Linked DNA regions of Gasterosteus aculeatus: region 2 is linked to region 1. The links are chromatin contacts, called in public Hi-C maps. All regions are on one chromosome and are shown on one strand. The core of a region is the stretch at or near the end of the contact, and the rest is flanking DNA. Distances in the headings are between cores, read along the strand shown.

The links. A called contact is a pair of places that touch in the nucleus more often than the background predicts.
Region 2: a contact with region 1 is called in a Hi-C map of tail fin, with 2.7 times the contacts expected there. The contact joins the enhancer-like site here to the promoter of fabp10a in region 1. A contact is called at or near these places in 4 of 6 Hi-C or Micro-C datasets (skeletal muscle, tail fin and whole body).

The regions. Positions count from the first base shown.
Region 1 is chr20:3,146,975-3,152,192 of fGasAcu3.hap1.1, reverse strand. It overlaps fabp10a (fatty acid binding protein 10a, liver basic), which reads left to right and starts at 2,156. Exons shown (of 4, transcript XM_040164209.2): 1 at 2,156-2,547; 2 at 2,724-2,896; 3 at 3,051-3,140; 4 at 3,264-3,374. The coding sequence starts at 2,481. The coding sequence ends at 3,314. myom3 (myomesin 3) reads left to right here. Exons shown (of 37, transcript XM_040164190.2): 33 at 346-509; 34 at 599-635; 35 at 798-820; 36 at 895-950; 37 at 1,065-1,781. The coding sequence ends at 1,343.
Region 2 is chr20:3,324,315-3,329,532 of fGasAcu3.hap1.1, reverse strand. slc9a1a (solute carrier family 9 member A1a) reads left to right here. Exons shown (of 12, transcript XM_040164192.2): 12 at 1-993. Among protein-coding and RNA genes, the nearest start is that of LOC120810003, 2.8 kb to the right of the region's middle. Within about 2 kb of position 2,367, at least 2 of the 9 cell types and tissues checked have open chromatin away from gene starts, as enhancers often do.

The sequences.
Region 1 (5,218 bases), core at 907-3,406:
CAAGCAACACCTGCTGGGGGCTTGAAGGACTGCCTTAAAAACAGAACAAACAGGTTTGATTGACAGGTTTCTTATTCTGGAATAATGATTATATAATAATAACTTTTGTATGATTATAGTCTAAATTGTAACATGTCACTTTAGCTTCAACGTGTATGTTTTTTTTTTTAGAAACCTTTACCATCAATTGCTTTCATCCAACTCAAAAAGATGTGAAAAGAAGAAAAAATCCACTTCTAAATCTAAGCTCGCCGCTTTGTTCCAGGGGACACGCGTGATTATCTCCATGATATGTTTTTGGTGAGCAAATTTTTGGGGAAATTGTCTTTGCTTCCTTCCTTGCAGAGAGAAGAGGATCGATCAGGAAACCAGGACGAAGCCCGGCAGCAATACGGAGAAAGTCTGGATTGAAATCTGCAACCCAACAGAAAATGACAAAGGCAAATACATCTTGAAGATGTTCGATGGGAAAGAGACGCGCGAGCGGCACCTGGACCTGTCTGGACAAGGTGGGTGGAAATGGCCGGTCTAGACTGAGAGAACATTTTCCAGAGCAGACAAGCTAAACGACAATCTCGATCACCATTATTTTCCACAGCGTTTGCCGACGCCCTGCTGGAGCACCAGCGGCTGAAGTAAGTGCTGCGCTACGAGCAGTGGGTGACGTTTTCCAGCGCAGCAAACACTGAGCATGCTCATCAAGCTATTAGTTCGCAAAAACACCTCAGGACAGATTATGGTTGCCATGACGCTGTGCCACGTCATAGTTGGTTTGACTCCTTGTGTTCGTCCCTCAGGCAAGAGGCCATCGCTGAGAAGAGTGAGTCACGCCTCCTGTGTGAATACAGAGATATTTCAGCAGGGCATTATTGTCGCTTTTGTTTTTCGTTTCAGATCGGGCCAGAGTGACAAAGGGCCTTCCTGACGTGGTGGCCATCATGGAAGGGAAGGTAGGACGTCGTCAGGGAAACGGCACCACATTACATCATTTTGTGTGGCAACAGGCCGAACAGTCCCATCGCTCATTTCCTGTTTTCTTCACTGCTCCTCGTCCTCCCTTCAAGTCTTTGTGTCTGACGTGCTTCGTCGACGGCGAACCCGCCCCGGAGGTCACCTGGCTTCGGAACGACAAGGAGATCGCTAAACACACCCAGTTCGACATCACCAAGGAGCCCAGGTGCAGCACCATCACCATCAACAACGTCACCATGGCCGACTCTGGAAAATACAGCATCTCCGTGCGCAACCAGTTTGGCGCTGAAACGGTGGACGTGACCGTCAGCGTTTACAAGCACGGAGAGGAGCCGCCGCCGTGCGCTGTGGAGATGGGGTTTTATGCCTAAAGTTTATCATGTGTTATTATTTAACCACCTATACTGCAAAACGTGTATACGATTTCAATTCTAAACAGTGTAGTGACATCAAAATGTCAGGTTTTCCCACAGGACAGGCATGCAAAAGAGTCCTAAGCGGTCAAATTCAACATTAACCAATTAATATGTAATCAAATTTATACACTCAGAGGATTCATTGCTGTGCACTTACATGTCCTGTGATTATAAGCGAGTGGATGTCAGCACACATTGGCTGAAACATTATCTTGCATTAGCTTCTCTACTTGTTCTCCTGTCACATTATATTTAAGGTTGTCATAACCCGTGATAATAAAAGTGAATTGTTTCAAGGGTTCACTAAGAATCTAAATCCTACTGGTCTGTAGAGCCGTCGGTGAATCGGGTTTGTCATTTGTGTTCTGTGTGAATAAATTCATTTCAAGTGATTATCTTTTATTTTCATCTATTTATTGATCAATTTCCCTCTTACGGTTCTTAATCAGAATACAAGCTTATTTTTTGGTTATGTGTTAAAGAAAATATATGTCTGCAGCTTTCTTTATGTACACTTTTGTACAAGCAGAGATCAAGTCTCGTCAAAAGCAAACAGTCCGTAGTGTCGTTAACCTACAGGGCGTTGCTCAGTTACTCACGTTAGAGGTTAAACGACACAACAAGGAAAGGTTGCACACACGCATTCTATTCGTCATGAAATAAAATACATGGAAATCCATCTTATGGTTTATTAAATGAAATATTTTCTAATTGTAATGCTGCACGTTATCCTCCTCAAACTCCATTCAGTCTGTAAATGAAAAGTGTGCAAATGATTCAATTTTTTTATTCCGAAATGCCTAAAAAAGTTATTACATATTTCTTATCAGTGAGTCTTTTTTATCACACTTGACACAAACGACCATGTACACTAATCTTTGGTGGAAGCCAACGTTTGTCCCGACAGGAGTAAGTGAACTCCAGGTTGTTCAAACAGCGGGGATTTCTCCGGAGGGGGTCAGTTACTCATTGGACGCCTGCTTTCCTGTATAAGAAGGTGCAGCGTGACAGTCGCATCCTCCACAGTGTGTCGAGCTTCACGCAGCTGTCTCAGCCTCCAGCCCGCCTCGTCAAAGTAGAACCCTAGAGAACATGGACTTCAATGGAACATGGCAGGTCTACTCCCAGGAGAACTACGAGGAGTTCCTCAGGGTCATGGGTGAGAAAACAAAACCAGTCACTCTGTTTTTTGTTTCACAGTACAAATACATCCACTATATTTGGAAGCCTTTGATGCAATTGCATCATTCTGAGGTTAAATATAACCAAACCGCTGACGCTTGCACATTTCACTGTGCATGTATTGACGAAAGAAATGTACGCTTTGCTTGCCAGAACTTCCAGAAGACGTCATCAAGATGGCCAAGGGCATCAAGCCCATTACTGAGATCAAGCAGAAGGGTAACGACTTTGTTGTCACCTCCAAGACACCTGGGAAGACTGTGACCAACACCTTTACCGTCGGAAAGGAGGCCGACATCACCACCATGGACGGCAAGAAGCTCAAGGTTTGTACTACCGTGGATTTCTACGTCACAACACTGACTTTTCTGTGCCCTATTTCTTATCCAATTTGATGTCCAAAATGATCTCCTACTGGTTCAGGTGAGCCTGTTTTGGAGGTGTTTATTGTGTGAATTGTGTCCCTCCTCTGACCTGCAGTGCATTGTCAATCTGGAGGGGGGCAAACTGGTCTGCAACACCGGCAAGTTCTCCCACATCCAAGAGCTCAAGGGAGGAGAGATGGTTGAGGTGTGGCATATCGTACACAAACTCACTCATTGTTTAAAACTTAATGTATGGTGATGTCATATGTAATGTAATGCATCATGGGCACACATTTAATGTGCTTCTCTTTGCTCTGTCCTCTTTCAGACCTTGACCATGGGCTCAACAACTCTTATCAGGAAGAGCAAAAAGATGTAAACTTGGCAGAGAATAAACCAATTTTCTATTTTCTATATAATAAAAAAAGTGAAATAATAAGTGTGTAGTGTGTTATTTGCGTGTGACAGACTGCAGTCATAACATGCGTGCTATGGTGACGTAATAAGACGCGTTGGACATGTCAGGTTGGGATCTGTCTGTTTGTGCTCGTGTGTGAGCGCGCATGTGCCATCGTGGCCGTATATTTGTGCGCATGCGCACCGCAGACTCGGGGCCACACCGTCTGCTGCTGTAAAGCGAACGAGTTTGGGCAAAAGAAAATTGCTGTAGTAAACAAATTTACTGGTCTTTTTTTTTTTTAGAGAATTATAGCAACCGGCCGTTAAAATGGCGAGGTACCTGAGGCCGCCTAATACGTCTCTCTTCGTGAGAAACATCGCCGACGACTCCAGGTATGTTGTCAGTTGAGCTAACATGATGCTAAGTTAGTTAGCAACATCAACAAAATGGCTAACTGGTTTCAAACCAGGGGTGGCTAAAACGTGCGCTAGTTGTGTTTCAACCGAATATTGTTCCGTATAACTAATTACCCCCCCGCGTCTGGCTCGCTAACACCTAGCTAGCGGCCGGCAAGCTAACGTTAACACTAAGCTAGGGGGGCGGGTGTGTTGTTGCATTGTTGCAGTTTACGTTAACGTCAACGTCACCCACTGTCCCCCAAAGGCGAACCGGGAATCTAACGTTGGACTGCAGCACCGGTCGGAACGCGTTAACGTTACGTAACGTGAATGGTGACGAGCAGCAGTTTCATTCGTAAACGTCGCCGCAGGGGTGCAGCGCTCCTGTGAGTGACTTCCTGCAGTAGAGAGGCGTTACTGCCGATAGCAGGACACGCTAACAACATGCTAACAACATGCTAATGTTAACGCACGTTGGCATGTGGGAAAACCCAGTCGTTTATTCGGGATTCTACCGGAACGTATTAACCAAGTGTTCTCCCAGTCACATAAAAAAAATTTACAAGACACAAATTTCAAATCACCATTTCGGATTTAGTAACTTTTAAAAAAAAATTGGAAACTGAAATGATACAATGTAAAGTTCAACCAGATCACAACATGTATACTAGTTTACTAGTACTGCATAGTGTACTAAGGACACTAACTCAAAAGTCCATCTAGATCAAACATTAACTATATATTTAATTTAGTTTTGAGATAAAATCATATTGCCCTGTTTTGCACAGTTTTCAGTCACTTTTCCGCAGATTAAAAATTGTACTGGAACTTTTAAGGAATGCGCTTCTATTATTTGGTGCTGCCTCCAAAATAGTTGGGTTGCTAAATGCAAAATACTTAAATGGCTAATGGAGAGATTCAACTAGAACACGTCTAACATGATCGCACTTTCATACGTATTCTGTAACATTATCAGTGACTTGGAGATGTTATGTTTCTGACCCCTGTGACCTCTGTTTTATGGATAATTTATGCAACGCCGAGCTTTGCGACCTTGACTGGCTACTACACATTTTGAATGAGAAAACTTCCTTTTGAAGTGGAAGTCATTTTATTTGTCTGCAAATGCGTTTTACCGTATGCTACGCTGGCACCAGCTCGTGTGTGTTTCTTACTCTCTGAGCTGCAGCTAAATTCATATGACAGCCAAATGTGCTTATTTCATGACACTTTAGGCCAGAGGATTTACGACGTGAGTTTGGTCGTTATGGGCCTATAGTAGACGTCTACATTCCACTTGACTTCTATACACGGCGGGCCAGAGGATTTGCTTACATTCAATATCCTTTATTCTTTTAATTTGGAAATGGTGTCTCAACAGGGGGATTGTAAAGCATTTAATCTGTATGATTGCTATTGATTGAGTGACACCTGATTACAATGGCAGTGTGTATGTGTCTGTGTTTTCTTTCTCATATTTTAATG
Region 2 (5,218 bases), core at 1,118-3,617, 180 kb before region 1:
CTTTTAAACACTCCGACTGAATCAAATAGTGTATCAAATTAACGGCGTTGTTTGATATATTGACATAATGAACAGTTTTTGGTTCCGTAGCCGTAGAGAGATCCTCGTTCTGTGTGGAAAAGCCTTTTAAGTTCACCCAAAGACCATTATTATTATCATTACTCTCTTCTGTGGAACACTGGAATGCACTTTTGTATGAAACTGTATTTGTCTTTGCATTGGTTTCCGACGGGATCTTTACAGACATTAGTTACCAGAAGCTGCTTCAATGAACATTTGGGTCTCGCACGATTGTTGTGAGCGGAGAAAAGGTCGATCTGTTCTTTGAGAAACACACAGATCCCAAATCTGCCTTCATTGGAAAAACACTAATTTGGTTTCCACGTGATCCGCAGTGAAATGTTCCTTTTAAGGCGCCCACAGAACGACGTCATCCACCCAAAGACGCCCAAATAATGTTTACCCCGTCGCTTTGCACCAACCGCCACCTCTCGAGCACTCGCAGCTGTACCTTTTATCTCCAGGCGCTGCTGTGAGATGTTTCCTGCAGCGTGATCAGGTGACGCATCACAGGGGACAGGAATGTCCATGGGGGGCTTCACACGCCGGAATGTATTTGGAGCTTTTAGTCCTGAGGGTTTTAAATCCTTTGCTATGGTCGACTTGAGATATCCGATTGCATTTCTCTTTTTAATTGGTTTATTTTTCTTTTCTTTTTTCATTGTCATGTGCCCTTCAATTATTTGCAGTATGAAAATTTAAATTTTGCAATAATTAAGAGATTTTATTTAATTTTATATAAATAAATGGGAATATATATAATAAAGAAAAATGTATTAGAAAATGAATATGTATGTACAAATCTGAAAGCGATCTGGTTGATTCCTCTTTTAGCTTTCAGCATTCCATCCCTGTGATGAGCAGTCAGACTAACAACCACGAATGAAACCACGTCACAAACTGTAAACCAAATTAAAGTTTCACTTTGTAGCAGCGCGCCGTCCACGTCTCCTCTTTTGCTTCCTTCAAATCACTTTGGCATCATTTGACACTCAAGTTCACACAAATGAAATCTTTGTTGGCCAGTTTCTTCCCTTTCTGATGCGCCTTTGAGCAACGATGTGAGAAAAGGGAAAGTGCGCCGTCGACACACGCGCTGCGACCTTTGCCACCAGAGCGACTGGCTCCCAAAGGTCAAACATTAAGGGAGGCGTTGGATTCACGCACCTGGAGGACGCTTTGCTTTGTCTAATGAACCGAATGAGCCGCCTGCCTGTCGGAGTTGTTCACGCCGTCTCTCGGCCGTGATGACCAGAGACGGCGGCTCGGGGGGGGGGCCGGGCCGGGGGAGGGGGCTGTTCATTCCGCTCACAGTGACTGGCGCGCTGCTTTTAACCGGCTCGGCCAAACATCCACATTTCCTCTGTTACATCCTGGCATGGATGTGCCCTATTTACTATCACCACTCGTTTTAATTGTTGGCGTTTGCTGCATTCTATCATTTGCTTGCAGAGCCTCCGGGTGGCCAAGTTCATTTCACATCTGAGGAGTTTAATTTCAGACTCTAATTAGCAGCATTGTCGCTGGCTGCAAATCCTCTTTACATATTTGCATTTGAAGGGCTTAAAACTGAAAACCATCCAGAGGAATTAACCGTAAGTAAACAGTGAAATAAGCTCAACTTCCCGGATCAGCAAGAGAGCAAAGTTAACGATATCCGACTAATAAATCTGTAATGTCACGGATGTGAAACACGCTGGATGTCTGATATCTACACTCACGTTTAAAGATATTTTATATTGTATAGTGGGGAAGTCTCGTCGAAGGTCAGATGAGAAGATCTTCAAAATCATTCCGAAGAGAAGCCGCTTCAAAATCCTCATCGCCCCACAGAGGCCCAACAGCTTCTGATTGTGTACATTGATCATGTTTCACACAATCATCTTTGTTCTGTGTCTCCTCTTGTGAATGAATTACATTTGCTAACACAAATTCATCAGCTGACTGACTTCTTGGCTCCTTTAAAAAAAAAAAAAAAAAAAATCAAACAAACACTCACTAACCTCATGCTGTGTGGATTGGACCTGATGTTCGGCTTCTGTTTTGCTGCAGTCAGACTCCCCCAGGTAGAAGCTGTCTGAGTGTTTTGTGCGAATGACTTAACGGGTGAATTGTGCGCCCGCTGCGATTGGGCCTCGCCGGTGCGATGCGCATGAGGCGCCAGCGGGTGGCGTCGTGCAGCCGCGGACCTCCGCTCGCTCCTCAACGAGGCCTCTCCTCGCCTCCCACCCTCTTTAGGAATGGTTAGTGCTCTGTTTGCTTGTGCTGGGGAGGGAGGGAGAGAGGGAGGGAGGGAGGCTTTCTTTTCCATCCGCTTCACGTGTGTGTTTGCTTTTGCGTTCCCTCTCATTTCACATGTCCCATGTCGTGTTTATGCAATGAGAAGCTCTGAACCACGTGCACCCGCCTTCCTCACCGGGCAACGCGTTGCCGTCTTCGGGTCGCACAACCAGAAATGTTGTGACCCCCCCGGTGACCCGGTGGGCCTCGCGTCCCGTTTCTATTAAAGGAACAGACAAACACGAGCTTATTGTTCGAGAGACGAGGAATCACCAAATGGGTCATTCATTCATATGTCTAGTTTATCTAAAGGTTGGTTTTATTAGAAAAGAAGGATTACCTTAATGTCATTAATCATGGAGGGTTAACGGACAACAGGCTTTTCAATCCACGACATAAACTAAAAGTATACTTCCCTAAAAGATCCGACTACTTTACTGCGATCCAGCATCGGGATTTCAGGCGACCCAGAATTCATAGGGGCCGACGGCTGGACGTTCAATACGCTTGGCCCGGTGTGTCTCACCTCATGCAGGGTCAGCTATTACTGATGTTTATGACGCCGCATCGGGCCCCCTGCCCCGCCCCCCCCCCCCCCCCCCCTCTACGTCTCGTCTGATGTATTGGCGTGAGTGGAGCACAGAGATGGACTCTCCCGTTGGCATCTCGCTTGATGAATAAAACATCAGTGCGGCTCGGGACAGAATTGAATTGGTTATGGATCACAGGACTTTTTACAGGCGGTGATCCATTGCAGAAAATGTTTGGGGAGACACTCGCCCCCCCCCCCTGCGTGACTTCTGCGCGCAACGTGGTCGTTCCTGTGACCGTTTGACGAATCCCAAATTAGCCCGTCGTGCGCGGGTCCTCTGATGTCGCTGCCTTCTCCCCCTGAGAGCGTCCAACCTTCTCCACCCCCCCCCCCCCCCCCCACGCACCACGTTTGGACACAGCAGCTGGTTTCCGTGGTGATGGGAGCCGGTTGTGTGTGTGTGTGTGTGTGTCTCTCTTTGTGAGAGCAGAATGCCTGCGCTTTGGTTTCCTCCGTGCCGGGGACGGCGGTGACACTGTGTCGCCTCGCTCATCCATCCCCGGTGATGAACTGCGGGCCCGTCACCGGCTGGCCGAGCTCAACGACCGGACGCGGCCTCTTTCAGAAATACTGACTTTACATGTCTGTTAAAAAAAAAAAAACAGAGAGCAATTGGTATTTAATTTCGTTGGAATGAGCATAAAAGCATGAATAACTCACAGGGGGGAACTTATTCACGGTGACTCATGGCATGTTTTCAGGAGCTGTGCAATCTAATATTGTGTCAAAGTCGTTAATAAATACATTTGACCCGTATTGTCATGGACGACGTTGGCAGCGCGTCAGAAAGACCTCTTGATGTTCTCTAAACAACCTTCTGGCCTTGTATGGGATCGGATTGCACAAGGTGTTCCTGTTGAAGTGGCCGCTGGGTGTGTGTGTGATACGGTGCCTTTACTCCGAGCCACACAGAGGCCGTTTGTCTGACTACAGGCCGTCCTTTTGTCAGCGACGAAGCCCATGAAATGCTTTATAGATGTACTTACTTTCAAAAGAAAAGCTCTGGGGATCTGGGAATAAAACGGCTAATTCAACAGTTCTTCAACGGTTCTTTCTTCTGTAAATTACAGACATCCAGTCTGACACAATCAGGGTTGCTCGGGGAGACGGCTTCGCGGCGGTCCAACGCGGCGCAAACCGCCTGAAAATCAACACGCCGGGCCCGAAAGCACCTGGCCGAGGGTGAGCGTGAGGAATTTCACTAAAGGGGGGTTAAAAAGTGCTTGATGTATGCCTTAGCAGAAAAAAAAATCGTAGTCAACCTTTTGGGCCTGAATTAAGGTAAAAACACCCAGCTTTTATTTTGAAATGAGTAACAGATCAGGAGACCGAGGAAGGAGGAAGTCATGAGCTTAAGGCTCATCAACAGTTCATTAGACATCACCGACGAGGTCAGTCGATGACACTGAATGCACGGACTGTAAGCGTGTCCTGGGGCCGCCTGGTGGGATTGGGGGGGGTCCTGACTCGTAATTAAAGATCAATATTGAATTGGGTCAGACCTTCATTTTCTAATTCCCGCTTTCAGGCGCATTTGTTGAATAGTGCTGCGCAGGCTCTTCAGTAATGGCCAACCTGCCGGCCCATCCGTCTTATTAAATACTGAGAAAACACCGTGTTTACACTTTAGCTTCTGTTTTGCTTGTGCAAACATAATGCGAAACTTGCCTTTCTAAACTTCCTGGGGGGAGGGGGGCGGTGCATGGAGGACTAATTCAAACAAGGACATGCAGCTGCAATGCACTTGAGTTCTCTGGAAACAACTTCTAAGCTCGCGTCCTAGCTGATTTGTCTCCATGGCAACTGATCTAAGTCCACGCGCTGCAGAAGCCAGTGTGAAAAAGGCTGAAAGCCCCTGGAAAAAGTTAGTAGACGCTGAGATAAGATACTTTTATATACTTGGAATTATTGGTCATTGAGGTGTTTGCTCCCAGATCATGAAGAGTTAAATGTAGTTTATCCGAGGCCCGAGGTCTTTTGGTTGAATTCCACTTGATAGAGACCATCAAGTGATAAATAGTCTGTCGTTACTGCAGGTACAAACCTTGAATCCCCTTGTGGGTTTTTTTTGAAGATCACGACCCAACTGGTATGAAAAATGAATGAAACAATTTCCTTCAACGAACAAAGATGGCGGCCAGATCCTCTGAGTGACACGTGTGTGAAAAGCACAGTTACGTAAATCAATTATCACGTAACTAAGGAGCGAGTCAGGGCAGAATATGTGTATATATTCATTTTGGTGGTGATGATGATGATCATCAACCTGCATCAAATAAACGGAAT